Regions from separate parts of the Danio rerio genome. Here region 1 is linked to region 2. The links are chromatin contacts, called in public HiChIP or PLAC-seq maps. All regions are on one chromosome and are shown on one strand. The core of a region is the stretch at or near the end of the contact, and the rest is flanking DNA. Distances in the headings are between cores, read along the strand shown. Region 1 overlaps man1a2 (mannosidase, alpha, class 1A, member 2). Region 2 holds the start of man1a2 (mannosidase, alpha, class 1A, member 2).

Region 1 (5,956 bases), core at 1,757-4,256, 180 kb before region 2:
ACAATACAACTGGGAAGCATCTTGTGGAAATCTGTACACAAGTGGTCACAAGAGATTAAGATGCTTTTGAACGCATGTTAAAACAAAGTGGAAACAGCCTAGAAACAGCCAAAAAAAATAAATAAAAATACTTAAAACAATATTGTTTCCTTTCCTTTTTGAAGTACAATAAGTCCTGGAAGACATCTTGATAGGTTTTGTGAGCCCATGTAGCCTGACTAATGTTATTTTTAAATAGGAACTAAAATGATAAAATCCATCCACAAAGTCAAGAGAGAGGAAACTGCCTCACAGAGAAAAAAAGAACACACATCTGAGACTGAATAAATACCCATTGAACAACACACCTGAATGTGTTTACTCACTGACTGTCAGTGGAGAAATGATGCACTGGGGTTTGTTTGCCCTCGTCATAAAGTTCAACATCTGAGCTGAGACAACCTTTGCTGAAAACTGCAGTTTAACAAAAACAACGATAAAAACCTACTGCTGCTGGAGATGGACACATTCAGAGCAAAGACAGGCACGTCCTTCACAGTTTCACTGGAGAATGTGTTTTGATGTGGTGCAGTAGAAAAGTTGCTGGTTTTAACATCGACTAGGTGGACATAGTCAAACATAGTCAAACAGGTACAGAAACTGAATAATGAAATGTAAAACAGCACTGTGTAGTCTTCATTGTAATAATTCAGTAAAAATATTCTTCACTAAAATTACAAATGTACCTTTTTTATGCCAGAATGCTTTAATCTCTCTTAAATTGCCTTTAAAACGCACGCAAATGATAAAAAATTCACTCTGTTATGGTTATTCTTTGACTGATTTCATGACAAATCTTATGTATTCTCAACTGTTGTGCTGATCAACTATAATCCCAACTCAACATAGCATATACTGCAATGTGACTATTGCTGACACACACATTGCGATATCAATGCAGAAACAATACATCGTGCAGTCCTAGAATTGAGATTGAAGCCTAGCATAGATAAATAAGTGATACTAAAACTGCCAGTAGGTAGCAGCAAGTGCCTGTCTTAATACATGACTCAAGAAATCATTTATTCAAATGATTTGTTAAACTAAACTAAGCTAAATAAATGGATCACTAAACATCAACTGGTTAAAATACAGATTGATTCAGCAATGAAAAACAGCAGTGTTGCTCTGAAAGTGTCAAATGTTCTGCTCCAGTTTTGTTTGAACTGATTTATTGTACATTGGCAAAATGGGGGAAAAAAGAACTGAGCTCAAATTAGCCTTAAACTGATTCGTTCAGGAACAAAACAGCACAGATGTAGCTCTAAGCCACACAAATGTTTGGCTCTGACTTGGGTCTGAAATTATTTTCAGAAAAAGAAAAAATAGATATTGCACCTAAAATGCACTCTTGAATAATATATTAGGCAAGGCAAGGCAAGTTTATTTATACTGTATAGCACATATCATACACAGTGGCAATTCAAAGTGCTTTGCACAAAAACGAATAAAAGCGACTAATGAAAAAGAAAAGAAAAACATAAAAGTTTGATCTGTCAGACGTAGTACAGTGCTCATTCAGATGGAGAGATTAGAGTTACTAATTACCAATATCAAATATCTGTCGAATCATTAACAGGGTTCAACGCTAAGAACATTTTCTACTAGCCCGACTGGACCAGCAGTTCAGATTTTTACTGGCCCTTCCAAAATTTTCACTGGCCCCACCAAAATAAATAAATAAATTAAAAATAAATAAATAATAGCTATTTTTTAGCCACATATTTTAAATAATGCGTCAAAAATAATGTCTTTGAATCTAGAATTTAAATATTTTTTAAATGTTAAAATATTTAGATGTAAAATACAGCAGTATGGAAAATGAGCAGGTATTTTATTGTTAAACAAAAAGTGGCTGACTTAAAAGTGATGGAAAACCATGCAAAACATCATTTCATTTTTTTGTTGTGTTGTACCCATGTAAATATCTTTTTCCACAACGTTGGAAACAGACGTTTTCTTTTAGCCTCATAATTTGATGTTGCCGTCTCTTCACTGTTCTGGTTTTTACCAGGTTGTGGAAAAAAATAACGTGCTCACAACAACCAATCAGATAAAAGGAACCAAAAAGCAATATGGGGTTTACGACTTTACAGAAAACGTAGCATTCTGAGACTTAAAAGCACAAATTGTTTCTCGGTTCTAAGACTGTATTTGCACACAACTGACAGTAGCAGGCAAATTAAAATTTGATGACAAGGCAGCACTGGCCTGATCGGGCCAGTAACGATTCTCTCTACTGTCCCGAACATCTCTCATGCTGGCCCCGGGCCATCGGGCAGTCCTTAATGTTGAGCCCTGATTAATAATGGAGTCATTCATAATGTAGATTTCATGCACAACATACTTTCTCAAGCGCTTTTGTTTGATTTGCAAAGTTGTGCCATTCTCACATACTCCATCTTATCTCAACACCAAATGAAGACACTATTATGATATTTTCACAGACAATAAATATCACACACTCCTATTCCAACCTTGTAAGTAAAGATTAACTGTGAGGACTTGAAGCATTTCATCCAAAAAATAAAGTATTTCTGCAATTTTTTATTTACATGAGCACGACTAAATGATGACAGAATCATTTTTCTTTATTTTGAACACTGCTTCATGTGGCTTCTCTGCACAAAAATAATTATCAGATGCTTTGGATAAATATTTTTCTGCTCACAAAAACAAATATGCTTCTGAACACTTATTATTCTGTCCTCTTCTTTACAAACCCACCAGCAAAAACACAAAATGACTGACTTCACTCTACTGACAGTGCAGATTATTACAAGTACTAGATGTCAAATGTGCAGCAATCAATATTTTATTTCTCACGCAGCGGTGCAGTGTTATCATCATTTCATTGACTACAACCCTGGGATCCTACCAGGTGCTTCTGAGCAAAAGTGTCTAGAAAATACTCGGTGTTGATGACTCACAGCCAGACTCCTCAGAGCAGAGTAAGATCTGTTGCTTCGCTCATGTCAGAGCGCGAGCAGTGCGGTTGATCATGTTTTTAGGTCAGTAGATATAATGAAGACGTAGCAGAGGGGGGAGGAAAAAAAGCCTCTGGTTCTCAGACAAACCATACAGCTGCCCAAGTCACTCCCGAGGGTTTTATTTCCAGTCTTATGGATGTTAACGTGGAGTCTATTAAAATGTGCAGCAATTCACTAGAATAGTGTGAGGAGTGTACCCTGCCTTTGAGATATTTCTGACTTCTCACAGACAGACAGACAGACAGACAGACACACACACGTTTCCACTTTAAGCCAAATATCAAATTCCCTGACTTTTACTGACTAAAAGCAGATTTAATGGAGAAAAAAAAAACAGGCCACTGTTGTGCTTTTAAATTATTGATTAAAAACATAAATAATATTAAAATATACTATAAGGACATGATAATGCAGTATTTTTAGATTGAATATCATTTTGCATGACTTTAAGCTACTATGAGAAAAATAACAGATAATTTTCCTCAGATTTTGAACAAAAGCTGGGGTATTTACTGTTTGTGGGGCTGTGCAGTGCTCCATCTCCCATGTTTGATAGCTCGATAGGAATTTTACAAATGTTACATTTAGCTTTCCTGCCATCTACAGTACCTTGTAAACATCCAGTCTAGGGCAGTATGATACTGGAAAAATCTTACATTGCGATATTTTTTTATTCTGCGATATACAGTTAAAGTCAGAATTATTAACTCCCTGAATTATTAGCCCCCTCTTTATTTTTCCCCAATTTCTGTTTAAGGGAGAGCAGACTTTTTCAACACATTTCTAAACATAATACTATTAAATAAACAATAACAGACAGTAAATAATAATTTACTTGATATTTTTCAAGACACTTCTATACAGCTTAAAGTGACATTTGAAGTCTTTATTAGGTTAATTAGGTTAACTAGGCAGGTTTGGGTAATTAGGCAAGTTATTGTATAATGATGGTTTGTTCTGTAGACTATCAACAAAAATATAGCTTAAAGGGGCTAATAATTTTGACCATAAAATGGTTTAAAAAAAACTGCTTTGATTCTAGCTGAAATAAAACAACGTTTGAGAAATATTTTAAAAAGACAGAAGAAAATCAAAAATCAAAGGGGTAACTGTATATTGCGATATAAATAAAATTTCACTAGATAAGATAAATAACTATTTGGAAAGAATTTATAATATCAGATAAATTAAGATGAATTTGTAGGGGAGTGCATAAAATATAATACACATTATACAAGCATAGATTCAATATGAAAAATTCAATAAAGAAAAATTTACAAATTAAATAAACAGCGCTTTATTGTTTTTAGAGTTGTCATTCTGTATTCAGGTTTAAAGTAATTGAATAACAAAATTAAAAATAATACTGCAAGCCTTTGTTTTATGAACAATTCAATAAAATTAATCATTATAAATTTGTCAGTTACAATCGGTACAGTCTCAGGTCCTTTACAAAACACTTGCCAAATGATAAATTCAGACTAAACATTGCACATTCTCACGATGTAACTATTGCGAATGATCACATTGTGATGTCCATGCTGAAGTTATATCTCTGAACTTTAATATTAAATCTATATAAAATGCTGCGCTCAAGCGGGTTTGGTGCTCAAGTCTGCATCGATGCATATAAAGAACACAACACAACTTTCACGAGTCCTCTGATCTTGCTGTCTTGAGTTTTGGAACTGAACTTTGGCAGTTGAAAATACTGTTATTCGAGAACTTAAGAACGCAAGATCGCATATTGAGAAACAGCCATTGTAAATCCATGACCTGTGGAAACCCTCATATTACACAAGCACATACAAGATGGCAGAAACGCAACAATGAGAGGCCTAGAAATGGTTTTGTTTGGCATGTTTTCACTGAACCATGAGAAACAATTATAGTAACAAATTAAAAAGTAAAGCATTATAAGCTATGAACCAAACCAAAGAGCCAAGCACTAATATGGACAAAAAACATTTAATTTTCATACATGATGTTTTCTTGTCACTTTTACGGTTAATTTTTTACTGGTCACATTATCCACCTTTTCTGAATGAAAGTGATACTTTCTAAAATGTGTAAAGTTACAATGACATCATTTGACGAACAGAAAAGTAGGTGTTAGTTTTATAAAAAATGTCTCAAGTTGGCCTCAAATTTGGGTTGTTGGTGTCCAGTTCACATTTTCCATGCTTGGTTTTAGTAGACTATTGGAGTGCAATTAGTCACACTATGCGTGCTATTCACACTAGGTGCAAACCAACACTTAGAAGATGAAGAAAGTGAAGAACAAGAACAGGAGAGAGAGAGAGAGAGAGAGAGGGAGAGAGAGGGAGAGAGAGAAATGCAGAAGACAGAGAGAGGAGCTAATTTGGGCTGAATGAGCACTTCCCTCGGGATTACTAGTTGGAGCGCCTGTGTTTGTGAGAGAGTGTGTGTTTGTGTAATTCCCAGAATGCAGATTCCGGCGCTGAAGCCTAATCTGGTTGATGCGGATCATAAGAGCCAGAGATGATCCTGTTATTACACATATGAGGATATGAGCGTGGACATTCCCCATGATACAGCTTCTGCTCTCCGTACACAAACACACTGTGGACCCCTTGGCCTGAGATGTTCCTTAATGCATTTATATGGTTCCAATAGACATTTATAGAGAACACGCTAAAAATGGAGGAATGTATTTGAGTTCCACTGGGGTTCAGGGGTTAATTTCTGCCCTCAGGGTTTCTGTTTATTTGTGCATCCGCCGGCTTTTATAACAAACCTTCTGCCTGGTGTTTATTCTATCCAGAACTGCCAATCAAAGCTGACACAAACACAGGGCAAACTGATGCAAGCGCAGCCAATCAGCATCCGGGACGCTGTCTAATGAAGAAATTAGGCTATCGTCAGAGAGGATGTTTATGCGCATTTAGTCAAAGGCTCCTCATCTC
Region 2 (6,256 bases), core at 1,285-3,784:
TTTTCTCTGTTTCATGAGAAATTAATCTGCACACACTTCTTAATTCACTCACTAAGACAGAGGAACACGTGTAGCTTTTAGCTTGGCGAATAAAACTATGCATACGCCTATTTTTGTTAGAGGAAGTAAAAGAAGAATAAAAAGTATAATTGTTAAATTAAATAACACTCCCATATTTGTGCTGTTTTACTGAATACAGGCGCACACGGAATTTGCGTGCGCAGAAATCTGCAGATTTTAGCCAAACATTGAGTCTATTTATTTATTTGTGTAAATCTATATTTATTCAGTTTTTTTTATTAATTGCAGTAATATTATTGACTAATATGACAATGTTCATATGATATATTTACAATACAGTTTGTAAAGTAATATTTTCTGTCATTAAGCAGATATATGATAGACCTGCTTTGTTTACCAAATAAGTGGATCTAATTGTGTGAACATTAAATAAAAGTTAAAAAGGTTTTATTTTTCATTTCATGTATTTAGTTTTAGACACAATGGCACAATGGGTAGTGCTGTCGCCTCAAAGCAAGAAGATCACTGATCTGAGCCTCAGCTGGGTAGGTTGGCATTTCTGTGTGGAGTTTGCATGTTCTCCTCATGTTTGCAAAGTCCAAAGACATGTGTTATAGGTGAATTGGGAAGCTAAATTACCCATAGTGTATGTGCGTGAATGAGTGTGTATGAATGTTTCCCAGTGATGGGTTGCAGCTGGAAGGGTATCCACTGCGTAAAAAAACATATGCTGGGTCAGTTGGCAGATTATTCTGCTGTGGCGACCCCACATTAATAATAATAAAAGAACTAAGCCAAAAAAAAGAATAAATTAAGTTTTTAGTTACTACCAAAAGTATTCTGCATAAATCCACAGATTTTACACAATTCTGCACAGAAATAGCAAAAAAAAAAAATTGTAAACAGATTCGGTCTGGCCCTAAATATTAATAATGTTTTAAGTATGTGCATTACTGTGCAGCAAACTTGCCGTGTGATATTGTGTGGTAACTTCAGGTATTAATGGAGAAATCTTAGAAGGCATAACTATTATATTATATTATATTATATTATATTATATTATATTATATTTTGCTGACATCATGGTCCTTAAAATGTAAAGCCAATGGCTTACGACCAAATAATAATAATAACTGTGGCTAGCCTTTTATTAATACGCAAGGCATATGATTTTTGCTGGGAAAAAAAATGATAATGTTCTGTTAGAGACAAAAAGCCACCAACACCTTGGGGTGGCATAAAGGCAAGTAATTTAAAAGCTAAAACCTCATTTTTGGAAGATTTTCCATAAAACACTGATGTTTTTTTTTTTTTTTTTGTTTAGACTTTCAGATCGTTTAAAGACGTCTAATCTGACGTAAATAATTTTTTTTAAATGATCTTGTTGGAACCACAGGTACACTTAAGTCGAAGCACCACATGTGTGAATTCTTATGACCCGTTTTGAATATGAAAACATCAAGAATATGAACGAGCATGAAGCAGAAATACATCATTCGGCACAGACTGTCTAGTATCAGGCACACTTGCAGCTTTAAGCATGACAATGTGACACCTGTACAAGTGTTTGCGCTTGATTACAGCGTCTCACCAGGCGTTTCACGCTCAAACACCGGGGTGATGTTGAACATCACGCAATATTTTTCACGGGTATATTGAAGAAACAAATGTGAGCACATACCGTGAGGGTCTTTTTATCATTCTGATCCATGATCCTCGCTTTGATCCAAACGCTTCTCGGTGTCAAGGCGGGCTGGGTCGAATCGTTATCTTACGATAAACGGCCAGTCCGCCCTCACCGCCCGTTAAACGAAATATTTATCTTAAACTAGCAAAAACAACGATATGCTATCGATAAGGGACTGGCAGTCAGAATACACAAAACAGTATCGCAACCCAAGTAAACATAACAAAATCTGGCCGACCGGATACCAATCACAAGACTTAATCACCACGAGCTTCCGTTATTGGCGTAAACGATAAAAGTTGCCGTCACATCACGCGCGTACAGCGGAAAATATCAGTGTCGCGGACGGAGGTTCAGCACAGCATAGGCCTGGTCCGCTTGATGCCGTGGCAGCGTATCTGAAGCGGAGAGCGATATCAAGAGCCGATACAATAACACAAGTAAACCACGGGTGTATCGTAAACCTTGGGTAATCCCCTCTACATAATGCCCTATTTTAATAAAAGCTCAAGCCGGCCTGCGCTGGACGTGTGCTGCGCCTTTTTTCCTCCAGTAAAGGCATTCAGCAGGCAGCCGTGTAGCGGACTGATCCCGTCCTGCCGCTGCTGCATCACCTTGTCGGTGCCGCGGGATAAATCGGCGCCATACACCGTAAATCCACCATTAACGCCCAAAAGTTGCCAAGTTCACGTTCATGTCCCTGTTTCTGTACAGTGAAGCATTCGCGATGAGTACCACCGCCTCCGTTATGTCTTCGTTCCTCCTTTATTTCTGTAGCTGTGTGCGCCGCCAGCCTCCAATATCCAGGATGTTGTTACTGCAACAGCTACTCCTCCTCCTCCCGCTCCTACCAACATCCAGTCAGCGGCCGCGCGGTGCTGAAGCCGGGGAGCGTCGCGCAATGACGAGCATCGCAAGGCAACGCAAAATCAATGGTGGTTAATTATGGACAGTAAAGACGGTATTTATAGTAGCATAGAGTAGTCATTTTTTCAGTGCTCCTAATATGGACGTAACAAATAGTATTTTCATTTTGGGCAGCCTAATTTTAAATGGTCTGTTTTTACCTATATTAATTAGACTTTTTAAATATGTAATTTCTTCTATAATGTTTGTGTTGAGTTGCGTTGTTTGTATTGTTCAGTGTGTGCAAATGTGGCCCCAAAATTCAAGACAAACTTTCATCATTGGGGAAAGTTACTTTTGAAAGTGATGCATTACAATATTAAGTTACTCCCTAGCTAAGTTACTTAGTAATTTTTTATGGTAACTAAGGCATTACGTTACTTTTAACTTTTGCGTTACTTTTTTATTATCTGGCTGAGGCTTGGTTTCTTTCACAACTTTTTATTTCTTTTTTTATAGAGGAGGTCTGCAATGAACAAGGCACTGTATAACCTACACCTACATTTAACTTTAAAAAACACATAAAAATTAAGCAATGTTATTGCTACTTTTGAACCATTGTCTTAAGTAAAATCACTGTGCATTGAGACGAGCCCCTTTTCCTTTTCTTCGATATGTTCAAATGAATAAACACATTCTCTTATTGACTGCATGATTCATTGTGACTATTTTAATTTTAGCTTAGCAATTAATTTTTAAGCTAATTAATTAAACTAAAGTAACTTGCTATACATTTAAAAAGAATAAGCTAACTCAAATAATATGGCTTATTTTTTAAATGTAATGCGTTACTTTACTAGTTATTTTAAATAGTATCATTACAAAACTAATGTTACTTGTAATGCGTTACCCCAACAATTTGGGGACAAAAAAAGTGTATTAAGCTTAGTTAAGTAAAAGTCTTTTTTTAACTCTTAAAAGATACAATGTTTATTAATTGCATAACTATTTTAATAAGTAATTTGGGTTGAAAAATACAAATAAATAATAAAATGTCATTTTAATTATTTTAATTACTTATTAACTGGATATTCTAAACTTTACTATTTTGCACAAGTAATCATTTTTATTTAGAACAAAAAAATTTACATGCATTCAAATATATTAAATGTTAGTGGATACAATCTTCTAAAAATATTTCATAAAAAATATTTTATTTGTAATTAGATAATTTGTTATGTAATTCAATTTTTTTCAGCAATAATAGCCATATTATTGTATATTACTTATTACTTTATTATTACTTATTTATTACTGTATATTGCTAATTATTAACAATAAGCAATGATCATTATTACATTCATTACAATTACAAAAACATTTTGAAGATGATTATTTTGGAATGATTTACAAACAATGAAATTAAGAGTTTAAATGCAAAAACCTCTAAATGCCATTGAAATTTTCCTAAAATTAGTATTTTTTATCAGTCTCCTGTGTGTGTTTAGTAATGACACTTTTACAGCAAAAATAAGTCATTTTCCTGCTCTTTAAAGTAAAATATCTCAACATAAACAAAGGAGGCTTAGAAAAGCATTCATTTGTGATGGAAATTTCATACGGCACATAGAAGTTTTTGCATCTGAACTTCAAATATATGCAAAAAGTTTGACAGTAGTTATGGTTTATATCAAATCAAATGCATGTTAAACTGCAGATGAGACAATCTTGAGTACTTACATGTTCAAAGATATGCTAACCTCAAAAGAAATGATTTGCATATAATTAAATATCTCAAACTTTAGAGGACACAATTTTTGAAATGAATTACATACAAGAGCGGAGCAGTGGCGCAGTGAGTAGCGATGTCACTTCACAGCAAGAAAGTCGCTGGTTCAAGCCTCAGCTGGGTCAGTTGCCATTTCTGTGGAGTTTGAATGTTCTCCCCACGTTCATGTGGGTTTCCTCTGAGTGCTCCCATTTCCCCCATAAGTCCAAAGACATGCAGTACAGGTGAATTGGGTAAGCTAAATTGTCCATAGTGTATGAGTGTGAATGAGTGCATCGTGTGTGTTTCCCAGTGATGGTTTCATTTGGAAGGGTATCTGCTGCGTAAAACATATGCTGGATAAGTTGGTGTTTCATTGCAGTGTGGTGACCCCGGATTAATAAAGGGACTAAGCCGACAGGAAAAGGAATAAATGAATACATTTACATACAATCAAATATATGTTTAATCTTACTATAGCAGACACAATATTGAGGTTGGATGTAAAACTGTTCGCACCCATATGCATCACGGATCCATCATGTTCACATTCTGCTGAGCAGACGAAAAATGAGGCCATTTAGATCAGCCTGTGACTCAGTCCTTGAGCTGCCATAAGGGTACAGTTCCTTTCTCTTGATTTAAGCCTGATTTACCAGACTAACTCACAGCGAGTGTCAATGCTGTTGAAGGCAAAAAAATCATGTGTGAGTCATACTGACGAACGCAGAGGCCAAGAGACTGGATCTGCTGTCAGTCAGTTTAAGAGGCACACATTTGACACCCTGACAGAAGTCAGTGTCAGAAAAAAAAAGAGTTTCGCTCTGCTGAGTTTCTCAGTTTGCTCTGAGAATACGACACGGATCACTGGCAAAAAGAAGAATCGCCCTTAAACCTCAGACCATAGAAAACAACAACAAAAAAGACTGGTTTAGGAGAAAATAATTCACTACAATTCTCTGAAGATAAAAAAAGAGGACAAAGATACTGGGATTGAAAGGTTTATCTGTTACTTTAAGAGCAGTAGAGGTGAGACCATCCTCCAGTGGGACTGCATAATGAGTCAGGATGTGTTCTGGGCCTTTGAACTGAAGAATGGTGGACGATGACAGTTTAAATAAATGAATGGGATGCAGCTTTAACCTTGAGAAGTCCAGGCAAGGGCGAGTTGATTGGTTCCGCTGGACCAATGCGGCTGTCAATTGCATATCCTGTCACCAATAAATGTAGATAAGGGTGACTGTATCTGACATTCCAGTTAATGAGGCGATACAGCTCTCTCCCATTATGCAGGAGTGGGTTACAGTGACAGATGTATCTGTGAAGATATCTAGGTTAAACTAATTGAACGATAGTTAAAAACTTTTATTGGACAATATAATTAATCACCTGAATAAAATAAAACCAAGCAGATTGAAACGGTTAAGGTTAAACACTTGAGTGTTTGCCTCTGATTGGAAGGAAACAATAAACAACATCACTATTGTTTTGAAAATACTCATAACACAAGCACAATTGCATTTCCATCCTAATGTTTGCATAGCAGTCCATTAATCAAGAGGTTAACTACATGGACTTACGTGGATAAAATATTTCCAAACTGAAACCCTTTCAAGTGTTTTAAAATGTAATAAAACACACTTTATTGTATTTATTTGTGATTGTTATTCAAATGTCAGAAGAGTTTTATGCTAGTGCGGAAGTTGGATATCCGTCAGTGTTAGAATAGCATGTCTGGGCTACATAAAAGTGCGACAGGAGATCTTGTAAAATGCTAATGATAGCCTGAAAGCACTGAAAGCCTATCTCCAAGCCTGCAACCATTTAAAGCCATGCCTCCTGAACACATAAATGCAAACTGGATAATTTCACTACATCATGTAACATTCACCAGAGAGAAATATTAATAGAACAGTTATTAGTAAGTGCAATGC

The links. HiChIP or PLAC-seq counts read pairs in DNA pulled down with a chosen protein or histone mark.
Region 1: an H3K4me3 HiChIP or PLAC-seq map of embryo shows a contact between it and region 2, with 4 times the contacts expected there. The contact joins the enhancer-like site here to the promoter of man1a2 in region 2. A contact is called at or near these places in 3 of 18 Hi-C or Micro-C datasets (embryo, hematopoietic stem cells and an unstated tissue) and 4 of 4 datasets of contacts at active chromatin or transcription factors (caudal fin, embryo, gastrula embryo and 1 more).

The regions. Positions count from the first base shown.
Region 1 is chr9:22,338,646-22,344,601 of GRCz12tu, reverse strand. All of the region lies in intron 6 of man1a2 (mannosidase, alpha, class 1A, member 2), which reads right to left. All of the region lies in intron 2 of LOC141376109 (a long non-coding RNA gene), which reads left to right. Among named protein-coding and RNA genes, the nearest start is that of tent5c, 55 kb to the left of the region's middle. Within about 2 kb of position 3,006, at least 7 of the 62 cell types and tissues checked have an H3K27ac peak or open chromatin away from gene starts, as enhancers often do. A contact at or near this core is called in pancreas, where this site is marked.
Region 2 is chr9:22,162,175-22,168,430 of GRCz12tu, reverse strand. It overlaps man1a2 (mannosidase, alpha, class 1A, member 2), which reads right to left and starts at 2,534. Exons shown (of 14, transcript NM_001256622.1): 1 at 2,323-2,534. All of the region lies in intron 2 of LOC141376109 (a long non-coding RNA gene), which reads left to right.